Linked DNA regions of Mus musculus: region 2 is linked to region 1. The links are chromatin contacts, called in public promoter capture Hi-C maps. All regions are on one chromosome and are shown on one strand. Each heading gives the region's core, a stretch centred on a gene start, on an enhancer-like site or on the middle of the called end of the contact. The rest is flanking DNA. Distances are from core to core; before and after follow the strand shown.

Region 1 (6,466 bases), core at 1,542-4,041:
TCAACAGCTTTGCTGCCTGAGCAAGACTGGTCCAGTCCCTCCCATCCCCCACCCCTTAACTCTCAAATCCAAGATGTCTTTATTATTGTTATATATGTGTACATAAATACAACAGAGTCCACCAGTGTTGATCATACATATGTATCTGAGTCTAAGGCTGACCACTTGGGATTGGGTAACCTATGGGGGTGAGGAGAGAAGGGGACCTCATCTCAGAAGGAAATGGGTTCTCCTCAACAGCCAGTGATCGCCAGTAGCTCTTCATCTGGGGGAGGGGCCCTGTGGATTCTCTCTCATCCACAGCTGACGTGTTGGCACATGCCTGTAACTCTAGCTCTTGGGAAGTGGGGATGGGAATACAAGGTGACCCTCAACTATCAAGGCCATCTTGGGCTACGACGTGACACTCAAATGCATGCCACAGTGACACCACTAACAAAAAAATAGCTTAACCCTGAGTTAAAGTCATGGCCTGCTTTACCATGGACTGTGCCTTCAAACTCTGAGTCAAACAAGCTCTTCCCCCCTAACGGTGCCTGTTAAGTATTTTGTCCAAGCAACGAGGATACAGCTAGGTTTGACAAACTTTTACTTGTAACGAGCTAGTTTTAACTGCTCAAATCTGCTCTTTCACCAAGCAAGAAGACATTAAGCCTAATGGCATGCTCACAGCATGCCCTGGTACTCTCTTCACCGGGGTCTGTCTGATGCACACAGTGATGAGTTACGAGAGACAATTTCATACACCTGTGCTCTGTACTCTGACCACAGTGACTCCACCCCCTTTCCTCCCTGTTCATTCCCCAGGCTACTTGGCGATTTTACATCCTATGACTTCATGTTATCTATATAAAACTCTAGGATCCACAAATGAGTAGTGTTTCCGTTTCTGGCTTGTTTCTTGTTTTCATGGATGGATAAAATCGACCCCATATATACCACATTTTAACCATTCATTCGTCTGCAGAGGGACACTTGGGCTCGTTCTGTAAGGTGGCAATACTGAGTGATGCTGCACTCTGTGCAGATGTTTGGCATCTACGTGGTCCTCTGGGTGTACATCCATAGCTGGGTCATCTTACACGCGTTCTCACGACCGGCCAGGAAGAACACAACAAACCGGAATCTTCTGCGGCAAAAGCTTTATTGCTTACATCTTCAGGAGCCAGAGAGCAAGAGAGCAAGAGCTCTATTGCTTACATCTTCAGGAGCCAGAGCGCAAGAGAGCAAGAGCTCTATTGCTTACATCTTTAGGAGCAAGAGAGCAAGAGCCAGAGCAAGAGAGAGAATGGCGAAACCCCATCCCCTTTAAGGAGAATTATCCTCCGCCTAGGACGTGTCACTCCCTGATTGGCTGCAGCCCATCGGCCGAGTTGTCGACTCGGTGAAGGCAGAGCACATGGAGTGGAGAACTACCCTTGGCACATGCGCAGATTATTTGTTTACCACTTAGAACACAGGATGTCAGCGCCATCTTGTAACGGCGAGTGTGAGGGCGGCTTCCCACAGGGTCATATGATGGTTCTAGTTCTAGGCTTTCCAGAAACCTCTCTATATTGACTCCATAGAAGCTGAACGAATTTACATCCCTACCAGTCATCGTGTGTACATATTTCCTTCCCTCGCGCCCCTGCATCCTACCCACCATTTATTTTATTGATAGCCATTGCGCCTTGCATGAGATAGATGGGCAAAGGATGCTTACGATTTTCGTGTTTACTGGCCATTGGTACATTTATGTTCTATTCATTCTATTTTTTTGACACAGAGTCTCACTGTGTGAGCTCTGGCCTGCCAGAAACTCACTCAATAGACCAGGCTGGCCTCAAACTCACAGAGATCTGCCTGCCTGCCTCTGCCTCCTGAGTGCTGGGATTCAAGGCAAGCACAGCCACGCCCCGCTCATCTCTTTTGATCATCTTTATTCTTTGAGATGAAATCCATCAAGTCCCATGTACCCTGTAGCTGCTGCAAGAGTCTGCCGGATTCAAGGGGCAGCTTCTCCAGTGTGGGTGTGGCAGCCCGCCGGTCACTGGCATAAGACCGTGGCTTCTAGATTCAGGAAGCTGACTTGCATCTTCACCTCCAATTCGAGGCTCTTCCAGGTCTTGACGAAGTCCTCGAAGGTGATGCCCTCATACTGCTGGCCCGCCATCAGCGGCTGGTCCGACGCCCTGGCCGCCTCCTTCAAGGCGCCCTGGGCGATGGCATTGGCGACGGAGCGCACAGTGTCTCTCTCCACTTGCGGGTGCGCCGACAGCAGGCTCTCCACCACCCGGCGGTACTCCTGCAGGGTAATGATCCCATCGCCGTCCTGGTCGTACATGTTGAAGAGGAACCGCATCTTGTCCTTGCGGTTCTGCTCCGCCTCCTCTTTGTTGAGACTGGGCCGCAGCGGCCGGAAGTAGGAGATGATGGTCAGGAAGTCCTGGAAGGTGATCTCCTCCGCCAGACCGCTGGTCCCTTTGCCCAGGTTCCGGTTGTCGAAGAAGGCGCGGACGATCCTGGAGCGGATCGGATTGAACTCCAAGTCCAGGATGTTGTCGAAGCTCTCTGGCTGTAGGGTGGGCTGGTCCCCGCTCAGCAGCCTGAACCTCTGGTGCAGCTGCTTGATCTGCTCCCAGCTGAAGTCGCACTTGTTCAACACCTCCTGGATGTGCGCCCACCATAAGTCGGTCCTGCTCTCGCGCTCCCACTCCTCCTTGGACGAAAGGGAGGCGCCCATGGTGCCCCGTGTGCTCGGAACGACCTCAGGCGCTCAGTGGAAGGGTTCGGGCTTCCTGGTCGGTCTCACCTTGCTGCCGTTCTGATTTATTAGGTCATCAAAGCAACCTCTGTTAGGGCAGGTCCGTCACAATCCCCGAAGGCTCTTTCCTCTCCAAATTCAGTGAAATGAAGCATATTGAAATAAATATTATATATGTGTTGTATATTACGCATTGCGTATTATAGATTGCATATTATATATTATGTTACATGTTACATCTATTATGTGTCATATGTTTATTATATATTTTATACATTATATAATTTTATATATATGAAAAGAGAGAGCACGCTTTGGTTTTCCTAGGACAACCAAAGATACGTGTCTTTGTCTTACAAAAGATGCTAAAATGGCCAGTGATGCCAACATTCAGGAGGTAGGGGCAGGAGAATCTCTGTGAGTTTGAGCACAACATGATCTGCACAGTTGAGTTCCAAGTCATTCAAGGGAAGGATGGAGAGGGGAGGGGAGGGGAGGGGAGGGGAGGGGAGGGGAGGAGAGGAGAGAGGATAGGAGGGGAGAGTAGAGGAGGGGAGAGGAGAAGGAAGGAGGGGAGGGGAGGGGAGGGGAGGGGAGAGCTCAGAGAAGCTCACCAAGATGCCAAGCCTTCATTTCCTAAAGGAACAGAGGAGTTCAGCCTTCTTGGAAAAGACTGACACACAGCTAGCTCACTCCAGTTACTTTATTCAAACATCATACAAGGTTAATTGGAGCTGGGAAGGGTTTCAGCTACCAAAGTTAACTTACTCTTGCTGCCCTTGAGAGCAGACATCCCACACAAATCTCAGTCCCGTTTCACCATGGCTAGCCATAATCACAAGTAAGAACTCCATGTTTGCCCAGGAGTGTCTTAGGACCAAGGTTGTGCAGCTGCAAGCTCTCATGTCATGCCAAGTACAGACTTTCCAGGGAGACATCTCTTCAGGGTTCAAATAGTCACAAAACAATTTCTCAGCCTCTACTCACTAATCCAAACATAGCAATGGCTTTGCTAAACAGTTCACTCAAACCCAGACACAAAGGCTTTACTATACATCCACTCAAAGCCACACACAAAGGCTCTACTATACAGACCCCTACATGGGAAGGGAGAGTTTACTCTGCTTACACTTCCTTCCATATCATACCCCATCAGCAGGCTCTCGAACTAGGACCCAAACGACAATGACAGTGCATGACTCCCATTCGGAACTCTGCCTTCCAGGCAGGATGTGGCCGTCCATGTCTGGGAATCAGAGAAGCTGTGATGACCTGCAGGAGACTCTCACAAGGCACGGCTACTATCATTCTCTTGTCGGTAGATGGGAGGAGCATTGGATGCATAGGAGCACAGCAACCCTCTCCCTCCTGCTCCATACACAGTGGAAGCAGAGTGGGCAGCAGGTCGACCTGAGAGGAAACTCCAGGGATGCATCTCTTGCCAGTCATCACCCTCGCTGCTCAAGTGAATCCTCAGGCATACTCCGATAATTTCAATAAGTTCCTTCAGTGGTTTTTTTTGTTTTTTGTTTTTTGTTTTTGTTTTTGTTGTTTTTTTTGTTTTTGTTTTTGTTTTTGTTTTGTTTTTTTTTTTTTTGGTTCTTTTGTGGTATTCTCCATTGGAGTGAACACAAATAGACTCCCTAGGGAGTCACACTGTAGTCATTCGGGTCCTGGGCTGTTCCTGGAGCTCACTTCAGCTCTCTGCCTAGGAAGTGAGATGGTAGGGACCTGAGAAAGCGGTGGCATCTGTCCTTGTCTATATAGTGAAAGGACAGGATAGGTGCAGAGAGTGGGAGGGAGGGCATAAAAGCAGACTGACTGCAGAACACAGCTGGGGTCTCCCTGGCTCCTAGGTCAGAATCTCCTGACACACCCCCCCCCCCAGTCCCATCATCTCTTCATATGGTCCTGAACTCTCCTCTCCTCTAATTAGCATACTACACATCTACCACATCTACCAGCTGGGAGAGTGCCTGCCTAGCACAAAGCCCTCGGTTTGAACCCCAGCACCCCAGAAACTGTGCATGGTGGTGCATGCCTGTAATCCAGGGTAGAAAGAATTATGAGTGCAAAGCCATTCTTAGCTACCTAGTGTTTTCAAGACCAGTTTGGGCTCATGAGACGCTGTCATTAGTCCTTCACTAATCCCGCTAATCTGGAAGTGTGGTTTAAGATTTATTGTGGCCAGCAGGTGGCGACAAAGTGTCTTGTGTATTACACGGAGAAAGCTGGCTTTCTGCTTCCACTTCAAAAGGATTCAGCTTTTAGCAACTAAAGGCCTCTTTCCTAAGTTGTCCAAAAAGATCCTGCCTTCTTCATGCTTTCTCACCAGACACAGGGGATCCTCCCTCAAGTTCCTAATGGTACCTAACATGAACTTTATTTGATATTTCTTGTTTTAAGATTCTTTTTTAAACCGGGCAGTGGTGGCACATGCCTTTAATCCCAGCACTTGGGAGGCAGAGGCAGGTGGATTTCTGAGTTCAAGGCCAGCCTGGTCTACAGAGTGAGTTCCAGGACAGCCAGGGCTACACAGAGAAACCCTGTCTTGGAAAAAAAAAAAAAGGAAAGAAAGAAAGAAAAAAAAAGATTCTTTTTGAGACAGGGTAGCCCTAGCTGTCCTGGGACTAGCTCTGTAGACCAGGCTGGCCTTGAACCCACAGAGATCCACCCACTTCTGCCTCCCCAGTGCTGGGATTAAAGGTGTGCGCACAGCCATACCCAACTGCTGTATTCCTTCCTTTTACTTAAGGGGTTGTGTCTGTGTGTGTTACAAGTACAGTTTCCAAAGATGCCTGAAGAAGGTTTAGGTTCCTCTGAAGCTGGAGGTACAGGCGATTGTGATGTGGGGGCTGGGAACCAAACTCAGGTCCTCTAGAAGAGCAGCCCGTGCTCTAACCATGGAGCCACCTCTCTAGTCTTTGGTATTTTATACTGGTTTTAAAAACTAGCTATGAATTTATTTTTTTATGTGTACCTGTGTTCTGCTTGTGTGTGTGTCTATGTACATGCATGCCTGGTACCCACAGAGGTCAGAAGAAGGCATTAGATCCATTGAACTGGAGTTACAGACAGTTGTGAGATGCCATGTGGATGCTGAGAATTGAACTCAGGTCCTCTGGAAGAGCAGCCCGTGCTCTTAACCGCTGAACTACATCTCCAGCCCCACTGGCTTTGTTGTGAGACTGGGTTTCAACGCAGGGAACTCCTGACCCTCCTATCTCCACATCCTGAGAACTGCGCTTGTAGACATGGCGCCACCACACCCAGCACACTGGGTAATTGTTCCCTGCACCAGACCGGAAATTTAAATCCACGAGTCTTTTTGCTTGTTGCAAATTGCCGCATGTTAATGAACATGCAATTACCATTAAGAATGACAAAACATGCAAGTGGGTGGAATGTGCAGAGCACAGCTGCGATGGCTGCTGACGTTTCCTCAGTGTAAAAATAAACTATTACTATAACCCTGCGACCTGTTACCTGGACACTTAAGTTGTTAAAATTCCAAGATAAAATACCAACTCTATTTCACACCTGTCAAGTTGTTGCAAAGTCAGATATGGCACAGACTAGTGATTTCAACACTCTGGAGGTAAAGATGGTAGGGGTCAGGAGTTCAAGACTAGCCTTAGCTTTATAGGGAGACTGGGGCTAGCCTGGGCTATATGAGCTCCTGCTGCAAAACCCACCTCATCAACTCCATCCATTAAGAAG
Region 2 (6,466 bases), core at 1,944-4,443, about 19 Mb after region 1:
GTGTCCCACACTCATGAATGGCCAGAAAGAGAAGGGTATATCGGGATGTATGATTTGCAACAGGAGGAGAAGGGGACTGGCCAGCAAGCCTAGAGTCAAGCAGTTGGTGGGGGACCAAAGGGAATAGAGACTGACACTTTGGCTAAGAGGTCCCTCCCTAGTAAGGGGACAGGATAGGTACTGTTAGGAAGGAGTGGGCAAGGAGGATACCCCTAAAGACACAACTAAGTGGTGGGGTTTGGTGAAGAAGGTAATGCTATCCCCCTACCCCATCAATAGAGGAGTGAAGAAAGGAGGTGGGTCCCCAAAACTTCATCCAGACCAAGTAAGAGACTCCTGTGTACAAAAGGAAGGAGATGGTTTGCCTTGGTACCTAGGGCTTCATGTTGGAGATGGCAGGAATCAGGCCTGAGGGATCCCAGGCCTCAGTCATCCATGGCAAGTCCTGTGAGACCAGTAAGTGGACGATCTGGGTCTGATGTTCCCATACTGCAAGACTGACAGTAGGCTAAAAGTGGGTGCCAGACAGGGATGACCAGGGCAGCCTGTAGCTGGAGAGGGAGAAGGGGGGGGGGTGGGAAAAAGAAGCTGAAGGTCAAGGCCAGTAATGGGGGGCTCCTTTGCTGAATCTGATGGGATTTTGACTTCATAGTTAGAGGAACTAGGTGGGGAAACAGGAAGAACAGAAAAAGGGCTTGGAGAAGAGATAAGAGGAAGCTGGAATGTAGGGGGTGGGAATCGCTTTCCATTTCCTTGATCACTCACAGTAATTCTATAAGTCCCAAATAACATTGGTTTCTAGGATGTTAGGTGGCCATTTGGGTTGCCTATCTAAGGGATATTAAGTGCAAATATGATTGCAAAAGCAATTAAGTTTGGGGCCCTTCGGGTCCAGTGCCAGCCAGGTTGAGTGGCTGGAGGTTTTCTAAGAGTCATCCCAAGAGGGAATGAGAGGGTATGGCTGACACTGTTCCCATGGATGAGAAGGGGCCTGGAGGTGGGTTGCAGCAGCCTGTAGTCAAAGGTGTGCTCAGGACTCAGGGAGGACAAAACAAGGACTCTTGAATTAAAAAGCCAGTTAGGGTCACACATTTCCTTAATCCCCATACTTGGTATGCCTCTGCAGGAGAGTAGCTGACTTCAAGGCCTTGATGAGGTACACAGTGAGTTTTGGTCAGTTTGTGATGTAGAACGAACGTCACTATGACAAAACAACAACAGAAGGAAGGGTAGGCTCACAGAATAAAGGTCCTGGTGCCCGTGCTTGTCTGTAGCTCTTCTAATCCAGGAGGAAAAGGAAGTGATGCGTCAGAAGAGGTAAGGTGCACTGGGTCTAAAAGTGTAAGCAGCCTGAACTAGCCATAGCCCCCTCACTCTACAGAAGACACTAGGAAATGAAAATATTTCTGGAGGCTCACGAGATGGAAGGCACATTAAACAGAAGGGGTGGTTGTCGTTTTTCATTAGGCAGCAGTAGATTGACCTTACCCCCTCCCTGCTTTTCCACTTGGTAGCCCTGAGCCAAACTATGGGAACAAAGCCTCATTTGCCACAACTCATAAAACAGCAGATATAGTAATGCCTCTGGCATACAGCTGAAAAGAGTGTTTGGAAAATCGGGCGATAGCTAGCTGATTCTTAGTCATACTTATGACCTGCCAGGTAGGGGCTGAGGACTTGATGAGCCCCATTCTCCATCAGTTCCCAATGCCAGTGACCCACACCTGCATCCTCATTTTACTAACGGGACCTTACTTAATACTTTTCTGTTGCCAGAGTTTACAAGTGGGAGGAAGAGTTGGACGTTCCTGGGCTTTGTCTGTTTGGCAGTGTCTATATGGTGACCTTCACATAGGGCTTTCAGCTCATAGTGGGCAAATGTTGGGTGAGTGGTAATATGATCCTTGACTTTGCAGGGCTTTCTGATCTCTTTCAGACCCTTGAATCAGGCCAAGTCATTCACTCTGTAAATTGTCCCTGCATGTCGTCCCCACATGCTGCTGCTTGGCCTCTCCCTATCCTTGTTTTCCTCCTCGCCAGCCAGTTCAACACTGTTTCTATTATGCACTGGCCGTTGTAGCTGCTGTTATTGTTGTTTGTTTATTTCTGTTTTATTTCGTTTTTAAATTCTACCTGTAAGTGAGAATAGATACTTTTCCTCAGGGAAGCATGACATGTTCCAAGGATGTGTTAATCCTGAGATTCGTCAGAGAAAAACCAATTCCAGCTTTTGGGCCAAATTTAAAGCAAGCTTCATTAAATATTAAATACTGACACAAAAATGGACTTAGGTCAGAAACATTCCCTGAAATTTCCCAGTCTCCAGCCACGTGTTGCAGGCGTTTATAAGAACAAACCTATAGGCCATGTACTTTGCCATGAGAAGGTTGATATTTTCCAAGAACTACAATTCCCAAGTCCAGTGTGATGGCGCAGGTCTTTAATCCCAGAACAGGCGGATTTCTGAGTTCGAGGCCAGCCTAGTCTACAGAGAGAGTTTCAGGACAGCCAGGGATACACAGAGAAACCCTGTCTTGGGAAAAAAAAAAAAAAAAAACCAAAACAACAACAAAAAGAACTACAATTCCCAATATTCCAAGAAGTTACCGGTCCCTGGGTAGGTGGGGCTAACATTCATTTTTGGTTCGCAAGAAGGCTCATTTCAGATCTTTAATGTTCCATATGGCTTCACTTCCCATTTCCCAATAACTCTTCCTAGTTTTCAAGTTTTAGAAAACTAGAAGAAAAGTCTTAAGTCCGTGTGAAAACATGGAGAAATTTTTTTAGGAATATGCAATATAAATGTCTCTTAAATTCGTGACTAAGGAGCCTCAGACTTTTAGTCTGTGACATTCCACATGATCCATGGATGTACGGAAATGAAGTACTCTGATGATGACTTTCGCATAATTGAAATATGGACATAGCCATAACAATATGGGAGTGGCGCGTGGGTGGTGGTAGTGGCAGAGTGTACACCGTTATAATTATTGGCAAAGAGTATCTTCGCACGTGATGGTAGGCATGCGCAACACAACTTTAGTGCTTGCAAGCGATAGGGTATATGGGCAATACCGATTTCCGCCAGAAAAGTGGCTGAGGTGAAGTTCATTTTAAGTAGGTGTGTCCTAGAGCGTCCATTTCCGCTTAGATCGTCACGTGGTTAGTTGTTATCGTTACCAGGACGCCGCGGGAGTTTGGATTCTGAACACTGGGGAATCCTCAGCGTCCACCCGGCGTGCCGCGTGCAGAGCTCTCTGAAGTGGCTGCGCAGGAAGGATGCTGGCTGCTGAGCGCTGGTTTGTGTTGAGTGATGACTGAGGCAGCTGTAGGGGGGTGCCGGTGCGTAGCTGGGGTGGGCGTCCTGTGGGGGTCGGGAGAGCAGGGTCGAGGGTGGCGTTGGAGCCGGCTACTGTGAACCTGGGACTGGTGAGTCTGTGAGGGCGACCGTGCTGCTTGCATAACTGGGAGTGTTTGCTTTAGACCATGACTGGCTGGAGTCCGGATCAGACACTGGCATGTGAGAGGCGAAAAAGTGAGTAAAGATGGAAAATGAGTGTATTCGTGGTTTTGACTTACACTGGGGCTTCAGCATCCTTGGTCTGTCCAAGCCTAAGCAGTGTCAGAATTGATAGAAGGGATGGAACGATCTTCACAGCTCGTAGCTGTGGGCTCGAGCCCGCAGAACTGGGAGAGGAGCCTTTGTTCAGGTGCTGGGGACCCGATCTTTGGGCCATTTCCCTAATATTTCCCAAAGGGGAGCTGGTGCTGAGAAAGAAAAAACATTTGGAGCTTTCTAATTACCAGAATGAATATTGGAGTCCTTGAAGGTATGTGGGTGAGTCCGTGATGGCCATGGGACCCCTATGAACATGGCAAGGATGTGTGATGGGCAGTTGAGCAGGGTGGTGCTGTAAATAAGTTTTAGGGAAAGTGATTGGTCTTCTGCAGCCCCGACAGGTTGGCCATGGTCTAGTACTCCTATTGAAAAGACTAAGCTAGTCATGGTGAAAAGCAGAGAGGAGGGGGCAGTTCAAATTAGCCTCCTTGGGCAGTACCTAGCACCCTAGCCTCCTCTTTCTAGGATCCAGCCCGTACTACCTCCTATGGTAATCGGGAGGAGACGCCACACCCTGCCAGACAGCTTTGTTATGTAAACTTCTTGACAGGCAATTCTTGATCTCTTGAATCTCCATGACTGACTGGGGTTACTTCTTCTTCTGTGGCTAGTTTGAACTTTCTCAAGCAGAAGTCTAGACTAAAGAGGTTTACTTAAGTAGCCCAAGCTGGTCTCAAACTTGGCAGCCATCCTCCTGCTTCTGCTTCCTGAATGTGTGGTGTAGCTTGGGAGTTCCCAGAAATTTAAAGGTTTTTGTTGTTGTTGTGTTTGTTTTTGTTTGTTTGTTTGTTTGTTTTTTGTCTTTTGCTTAATTGGCCGAGTAGTCAGGGGACACAGTTATATGGGATCCTATCCTTCCGAGTTCCTTCTTCTGTTTTCTCAGCAAAACCCCCTGTGGTTTCACCTCTACATTTTATTTCCCTGTTTATTTTAAAGCTGGTAGATGTATGACCTTTGTCAAGTATGCAGATTGCTGTTGGGCGAACTTGGCTGTTAGTCATCTTCTACTCTGAATATTTAAGGGGTTGTTTTTGGGTGTGTGCGGTGGAATGGGAGATGGGCAGCAGACACTAGCAGTGGTCTATTTTATCTGTCTGTAGCTGGTGCTAAGCTGATTCAAGTCGTCTTTAGGGATGTATAGTGTGGCTCTAAGTAACCGAACCTTAATGTACTGGCTTTCCCTGGGTGCCTTTCGAGAACACATGCTGTTAGTTTTTGTTTTCAACTCTTCCTCATGTGATGTATGTGCCTGTTTGGCGAATGTGGGTGCATGTTGTGGCTCAACGCTTCAGGTCTTCCTGGAGCTTAATTGCAGGTGGTTGTGAGCCACTGGTGTGAGTGCTGGAATCACCTTTATTCAGACTTGTAAAATAGCAAACATAGACTCAGCATCTGCTAAAATGGGACATTTTTACAAACACACACACACACACACACACACACACACACACACACACACACACACACACGTTGGACAGGACAAAGGAAGGAGCAGCTGTTGTTAACTCTCCATAGAAAACAGCAGCTTAAACTATAAATGAGATGCTCGTAGTAGATTAGAACATCATTAAACAGAAAGAGGTTTTTTTTGGTTTTTCGAGGCAGGGTTTCTCCGTGTAGCCCTGGCTGTCCTGGAACTCACTCTGTAGACCAGGCGTGCCTCTGTCTACCAAGTGCTGGGACTAAAGGCCCAGCTCAGAAAGAGTATTCTTTTATGTATATTTTCTTTACTGCCAGGCAAATGCTAAGCAACATGTATCTTCCTTTGTTGCTTACTATCTTCTCTTCTTACAGTTAAAAGGTGAGGGAATCTCCTCTGAATTCTTCCTAACCATTAGTTCAAAATCATGGTCTTTTGTTTGTTTCCTGGATCTTTGTAAAAGTAAGAATTGAGCCGGGCAGTGGTGGCGCACGCCTTTAGTCCCAGCACTTGGGAGGCAGAGGCAGGCGGATCTTTGAGTTCAAGGCCAGCCTGGTCTACAGAGTGAGTTCCAGGACAGCCAGGGCTACACAGAAAACAAGCAAACAAACAAACAAAAAAGAAAGAGTTGGGCTTTTTCTTAACCATGTCTACTACTTATCAGTATGTCTATAATACCTGTCAGGTAGGGGCCCTCAAAACTTCATGTACAAATGTCCGCTGAGTGTCCCACAGTCATTGACTTTCCAGGACTTTCTGGTGTCTTCGTAGATTCCTGAGTCAGGCCAAGACATTCATGCTGCTGACTTTCTAGCACAACCAAGCTGAGTTCTGCCTGTCAGCTCTACCCAAAGGCTCCACATGCTCACCTGAATCCTGAGGGAATCCAGACATGGCTGCTGACATGAATTTCTGTCAGAAGCTCCAGAGACTGGGAACAGAGGAGCAGGACGGGCCGTGTGAGGTGAGGAGAGGCGACTTTGGTTCCATTTTTCCAGAACTAGAGTGGAGACATTGGAAGTATCAGATTGTGAGTTCCCTTCCTGGGATAGCCTTGATCCTCCAGCTAAGGGCGGAACTTGGACAGCGGAAATCCCAGCCTTTCTTTATCTTTTCATGACATGTTGTTCATTGTGCTGCTTCTTGGCTTTGGGTTTATCTCTCTGCCCATCTCTGACTCCCTGGGGAGTCCTGCTTCTGTTCAACCCAGGCAGAGAGGACTAGCCAGTTAAAGAAGTAGATGCGTCCAAGTTTAGCTTGCGGAACCAGACAGTATTTTGACTTACTTTTTTTTTTTTTTTTTTTGTGGTACAATTTTTTTTTTTAATTAGGTATTTTCCTCATTTATATTTCCAATGCTATCCCCAAAGTCCCCCATACCCTCCCACCCACCCACCCCCACTTTTTGGCCCTGGCGTTCCCTTGTA

What was found. Capture Hi-C pulls out chosen DNA fragments and counts their contacts.
Region 2: a promoter capture Hi-C map of pancreatic islet shows a contact between it and region 1. The contact joins the promoter of Zfp819 here to the promoter of Tescl in region 1. A contact is called at or near these places in 2 of 39 promoter capture datasets (frontonasal cranial neural crest and second pharyngeal arch cranial neural crest) and 1 of 9 other capture datasets (pancreatic islet).

Annotation. Positions count from the first base shown.
Region 1 is chr7:24,331,174-24,337,639 of GRCm38.p6, forward strand. It overlaps Tescl (tescalcin-like), which reads right to left and starts at 2,792. Exons shown (of 1, transcript NM_001163810.1): 1 at 1,907-2,792. The coding sequence starts at 2,725. The coding sequence ends at 2,030.
Region 2 is chr7:43,603,976-43,610,441 of GRCm38.p6, forward strand. It overlaps Zfp819 (zinc finger protein 819), which reads left to right and starts at 3,194. Exons shown (of 5, transcript NM_028913.3): 1 at 3,194-3,299; 2 at 5,811-6,003. The coding sequence starts at 5,932.